2 separate regions of the Sus scrofa genome follow, and region 1 is linked to region 2. A link is a contact called in public HiChIP or PLAC-seq data. All regions are on one chromosome and are shown on one strand. Each heading gives the region's core, a stretch centred on a gene start, on an enhancer-like site or on the middle of the called end of the contact. The rest is flanking DNA. Distances are from core to core; before and after follow the strand shown.

Region 1 (2,896 bases), core at 210-2,709, 340 kb after region 2:
GTGACCTACACCCCAGCTCATGGCAACGCCAGATCCTCCACCCACCGAGCAAGGCCGGGACCAAACCCCCATCCTCTTGCGTACTAGTCGGGTTTGTTACTGCTGAGGCATGACTGGAACTCCCGCACCGGACGTTTCATCAAACACTTTCAAGAGGTCTTTCATTTCCTACGGTTTCTGACCCACGCCCAAGCCGTCTTGCAGAGGTCCTGGGAGTGGCGGCAGCACAGGCCCTGCTCCTCACTGTGGGCAAGGCTTTGCCAGGCCAGAGCCGACGTGCAGGTGCATGAGGCACACAGGACCCAAGGGACCCTCAGGTCAGTCAAGAAGCTGGTTAGCTGCATGGGCTGGGCCTACTGGGCCGGTGCCTGAGAAAAACAGCCTAACAGACTCAGCCTCCGCAGAGGCCTGCATGTCTGGGAGGAGCCCTTCATGACGACAGAGGAAGCATTTGGCTGGAGGCGGGGGGCAGTCCTGAGCGGTAGATGAGAGCCTGGGCCCTGGTGCTCACGGGCTGGGTGGCCCTCACTGCCCTGAGCTTCAGGCTCCCATGGGTAACCTGCAGATATACTCACCCCCAGGGTCGTTGGGAAGAATTTGTATGTCAAATTTTTGCAATTAGAAGGCATTTCAAAAATAGGAATTACTGAAAGTTCCATTGTGATGTGGTGGGTTAAGGATCCAGCCTTGCTGCAGCTGTGGCACAGGAAGCAGGGGTGGCGTGGATTCGATCCCTGGCCCTGGAACTTCCACATGCGGCAAAAAAAAAAAAAATTATTTGTAAGTGTCCTTTGTTGTATATATCTGTCTCCTCTGTGAGACTGTGGGCCCTTGAGGCCAGGAAGCCTGTCATCTCGGCATCAGCCCAGGGCCTGGCAGAGGGCAGGGCTGGGAAGCATCAAAGGAGCAGGAGTTAGGCTGTCTTCACCAGCTGACAAAGGTCACAGAATTAGCAAGAGAGAGCTCTTTCTCTGAGTTAAGCTTCTGGGAGGGGCAAGCCCTTGATGAGGGGCCAGATCCAGACCTCGAGAAGCCCCGAGTCCTAAGTGTGAAGAACAGCAGAGTCAGCAGAACCCTCTGGGTGATTTTTCTCCAGCTCTCAATCCCACTCCCCCCATCTTTTTTTGTGCATGTGATCCAGCTTTGCTGATGCATTAAGTATAAGCGTTATCTATTTATGACGTGATCCAGGACTGGGAGCTGAGGCTGGGGCATCTCCCTGCTGGATATCTGCCGGGCCCTCCTGCAGCCCTCTGGCACCTTCTGCCCCTCAGGATAGTCAGGACTGCTCCTCCACAGTCTGGCAGAACCAGGGTCACTGCCCACCCACCCATTCTGGGATGTCCTGGGCCAGAAGCCCAGGACTTCTAAGGTGGATTATGAAAGAGGAAGAGGTGAAGGGCAGACACCCCTGCTCCCAGGAGACAGTGGGGCTTCTGAGGACCCTGAGTCGTGGCTGGGCCAGCTGACTCCTGGTTTGACGTCAGGATGGGTGTGGCTCCATCACAGGCCACCCAGCACAGGCCTCGTCTGGGCTTTGCAAAATAAACACCGTCAGCAGCCCTGGCCACACGAAGGCCAGGCCCCTCCCGACTCAGACCTCCAGGCTGCCCAGGCCCACATCTCTCTAACTGCAATGGAGCCAGGTCAGGCCAGGACAGAGGTAAATCAGGGGAGTCCAAGGAGGATGGAACCAACTTGCAGATCAGAAGGGCTGTTCTTCTGCCAGGGGCACACAAGCCAGAGACCCACCCACATTCATATCCCAGGTGCCCTTCCGCAGAGAGGGAGGAGATGGGGCTGGAAAGCTGAGAATAAGCTGCCCAAGTGACATCATCTAGAGGAATGATTTTTTTGTGTGTGTGGTCTTTTTAGGTCCGCACCCGAAGCATATGGAGGTTCCCACCCCAGGGGTTGAATCGGAGCAGTAGCTGCTGGCCTACACCACAGCCACAGCAACGTGGGATCTGAGCCGAATCTGCGGACTTCACCACAGCTCACAGCAACACCAGATCCTTAACCCACTGAGCGAGGCCAGGGATCAAACCTGAGGCTTCATGGATACTAGTTGGGTTCGTTACCGCTGAGCCACGATGGGAACTCCTAGAGGAATACTTTAAACTAACGCACCAGATGGAGTTCCCTGGCAGGTTAAGGATCTGATATTGTCATTGCTGTGCCATGGGTTCTATCCCTGGCTCAGGAACTTCTGCAAGCTGTGGGCGTGGCCTAAAAATAAAATTAAATTTAAAAAATAAACTAATGCATCAGCATCAGGTCTCTGGAATGGACAAAAGGCATTTTGCTTTTCTGTGGAGGGTAGCTTACTGGGAGGATTGGATCTACCCTGTACAATATTTTATGTATTTATTTATTTTGATCATGCTCGTGGCATGCAGAAGTTCCTGGGCCAGGGATCGAACCCGAGCCACAGCTGCAACCAGAGCTACAGCAATGCCAAAGCTGGATCCTTAACAAGCTGAGCCACAAGGGAACTCCTATACATAATTTTGAGTTATTTTCTTCGCAAGTCTGAGTTGTGGTGTGGATTCATTTGGGACCCTGTGGCGAATGGAGAAAGTGTTTCCAAAAACTCAAGAAATACGGAGTCATATAGGCCACCGAGGGAACCCAGGGTGTTTTGAGGACACTTCTGAGGCTGGTGTCCATGGCAGCATACTTTTACATCTGTTGCGAAGTGGACTTGAGCCATGTCACAGAGATCTTATGAGTTCTCTCTGTTTGGTTGTTCTAGCAACAAGCTGTCTCATTGTGGCCACATGTCAGGGGCCAGAGGACCTAAGCTCAGGGTTTCAGGTGGCCACAGCTCTGAGGGCAGCTATGTGAGGCTGTAGGGAGTCCCACTGCTGGAGGGCTGGCGGGGGTCCCACTGACC
Region 2 (2,769 bases), core at 253-2,752:
GCGGAGCCCACTTCACGCAGGAGTTCACCAACCAGTAAGATTTTTCCAGAAGAGATGCCCATTTGCACCACCTGCAAATTTACCGTGTGGACATTATGTGGAGGAGGGGGAATCAGAGCCTTTGGACGAGAAGAGGGAAGTAGGAAAGTGTTCTCTTCCCCCATGTGAGGTTGGCCCCGTGACATGGCCCGGTGAGGAGCCGGAGGGCAGAAAGGGAAGAGGAACGTCACAAGAACTCACCACTCCATGACGGTTGGATGGGGGTGGTTTTGGTTTTTGGGTGTTTTTGTTTTGATTTGGTTTGGTTTTGTTTTTTTAGGGCCGCACCCGTGGCATATGGAGGTTCTCAGGCTAGGGGTCAAATCAGAGCTACAGCTGCCAGCCTACACCCCAGCCACAGCAATGCCAGATCTGAGCGCATCTGCGACCTACACCAGAGCTCTCGGCAATGCCAGATCCTTAACCCACTGGGTGAGGCCAGGAACTGAATCCGCATCCTCATGGATCCTAGTTGGATTCGTTTCCACTTCCCATTAGGGCTGTTATTACAAATTCCACCCCAGCTACGTTTACCGTGGCTGTTAATTTCACATAGATTCATTAAGTTATCTGAAGCTCTGGGCAAATGGTGTGGAAATGCACTAAGCAGAAAGAGAGAGCCTCATACCAGGAGGCTGGAGACCTGCTTTTGAGGTCTTCCAATTCCAAACTGTCCAACCTTGGACAAACCAGCCTTTCCAGGCCTCAGTTTCCCCATTTGTAAAATGCAAGCGAGAACTCAGAAGCTGAGAGTGTCCACAGGGGTCCTGCAGTTAAGCACGTGCGAGACATAATGGCAGTGGCGGAGACCGTGGGAGCCAGAGGACATGCCCTAGATAAGCAATAAAATTCAGAATTTAAAACTACCACACTGTCCAAAAAAGGCACAGACAGAGCTGGCAGGATTTGGCCTGGCAGAGCCAGTGGGTGGCCCCCACGAGACGAATTTCATTTTTTTTTTTTACAGATCAAGAGGGCTCCCTTGTAGAAAATATTATTAATCCTTTCATAGACTTAAAAAAAAATTTATAAAACAAACAAACAAAAAAAATCCTTCCTCTGGAATCGTATTATTCAAGACCTTCTTTCACTGGAGTTGCTTAAACTGAGGTCCAAAAGTGAAATCTTCCAAAGAACGGAAACTAGGAATGTGAAGTCTTAAGTAAGACGAAGTTATTCTCACAGCTCCTTGGAAGTTAGCACTCAGCAGGGTGGGAGATGTGCCTCCTTATGTCAGTCCAGAGGGTAATAACATAAGTCCAGGCTTTTTCTCTTCCCTTTTTTTTTTTTTTTTTTTTCTGTCTTGAAAGCAAATGACCTAATCGGAGTGTTTATACAGGGATGATTCATTGCTTGTGTTCTCTGACGATGTCAGGATTTTGCAATAGGGAGGAGAGGAATACACAATGGGTTGCCACACTCTAGTGTGTTATCATCCCAGATGTGTCCGTGGCTATTTATAGCATGAGACAGAGCTTATATGAGGAGCCTCTTTCAGAACCAGGCAATCTGGGGAGCAGAAGTCACAGCAGTGGGGAGACCAAGACGGATCCTCTTCACCCCACTGTCCCAGGACCTCTGCTTCTGCTCCGGCCATGCAGGATGGTAGAACACGGCTCAGCAAAAGAGACTGTTCTTCATGAAAGAAGTCACTGAAAAATCTCTCCTTTCAACAACTGTCTGATGGAATTGTTTCATCTGTGAAAAGTGGAGTTGTGTGACTTCTGCTCAGCTTGGTCACAATATATGTTTGAGCAAGAAGGTGAGGGAGTTCCCTTGGTGGCACAGCGGAAACAAATCTGACTAGTATCCATGAGGATGCGGGTTTGATCCCCGGCCTCGCTGCAGCTATGGCATAGGATGGCAGCTGCAGCTCTGACTCGACCCCTAGCCTGGGAACTTCCATATGCTGAGGATGTGACTCTAAAAATAGGAAGAAAGAAAGAAAGAGCGAGAGAGAGAGAAAGAGAGAAAGAAATTCATTTATAGCTCAGAAATCTCAGTGATATGTCTTAGAAGTCCACTCATTCAGTCATTCCACTAATATGTTAGATGCCTCCTGTATGCCAGGACCTCAGTATAGGTCTAGCTGCCAGCCTCTAAGGAACTCAAGGACCTGATGTAATTGGTGTCTCACAGCTGTTGATCTTCCTATGTCTAAATGGTGGGTAGGAAAGTTCCCATTGTGGCACAGTGGGTTAAGAACCTGACATAGTGTCAGTGAGGGTGTGGGTTCAATCCCTGCCCCCACCTCAGTGCATTAAGGATCCAGTGTTGCCGCAAGCTAGCGGGTAGGTCGCAGATTTGGTTCAAATCCGGTGTTGCCACAGCTGCAGCTCAATTCACCCCCTAGCCTGGGAACTTCCATATGCTGCAAGTTTGGCCCTAAAAAGGGAAAAAAAAAAAATGGGTAAGGACAGAGCTTGAGCCCGGCAGACTTGAAGGAAGTAAAAACAGTTGTTGCTCTCATTTAATCACTTACTCTATAAATGTACTCTGTGCCAGGGAGAAAAAGCATAGAGTCCCAGCCCTCAGAGGCGCTCCAGTTCATGAAATATAAGTGGCAATACAGTACAGTAGTCATAACAATTTAATGGACTATTTCATTCTAGAGTGGTAAGTGCTGTAAATGCGTAGGCACAGGGGAGGAGCCAGGGTAGGTTTGAACTCAGAGGTGTGTTGGTACTTTGATGGCCCTCAGTGAGCCCCACACCCTCCCAGTATTCATCT

The links. HiChIP or PLAC-seq counts read pairs in DNA pulled down with a chosen protein or histone mark.
Region 1: a contact with region 2 is called in an H3K27ac HiChIP or PLAC-seq map of alveolar macrophages. The contact joins two enhancer-like sites. A contact is called at or near these places in 1 of 47 Hi-C or Micro-C datasets (embryonic fibroblasts) and 2 of 2 datasets of contacts at active chromatin or transcription factors (alveolar macrophages and skeletal muscle).

What each region holds. Positions count from the first base shown.
Region 1 is chr3:118,125,437-118,128,332 of Sscrofa11.1, forward strand. No RefSeq gene overlaps it. Among named protein-coding and RNA genes, the nearest start is that of LAPTM4A, 25 kb to the right of the region's middle. Within about 2 kb of position 1,460, at least 14 of the 83 cell types and tissues checked have an H3K27ac peak or open chromatin away from gene starts, as enhancers often do. A contact at or near this core is called in alveolar macrophages, where this site is marked.
Region 2 is chr3:117,781,564-117,784,332 of Sscrofa11.1, forward strand. No RefSeq gene overlaps it. Among named protein-coding and RNA genes, the nearest start is that of RHOB, 7.5 kb to the left of the region's middle. Within about 2 kb of position 1,503, at least 41 of the 83 cell types and tissues checked have an H3K27ac peak or open chromatin away from gene starts, as enhancers often do. A contact at or near this core is called in alveolar macrophages, where this site is marked.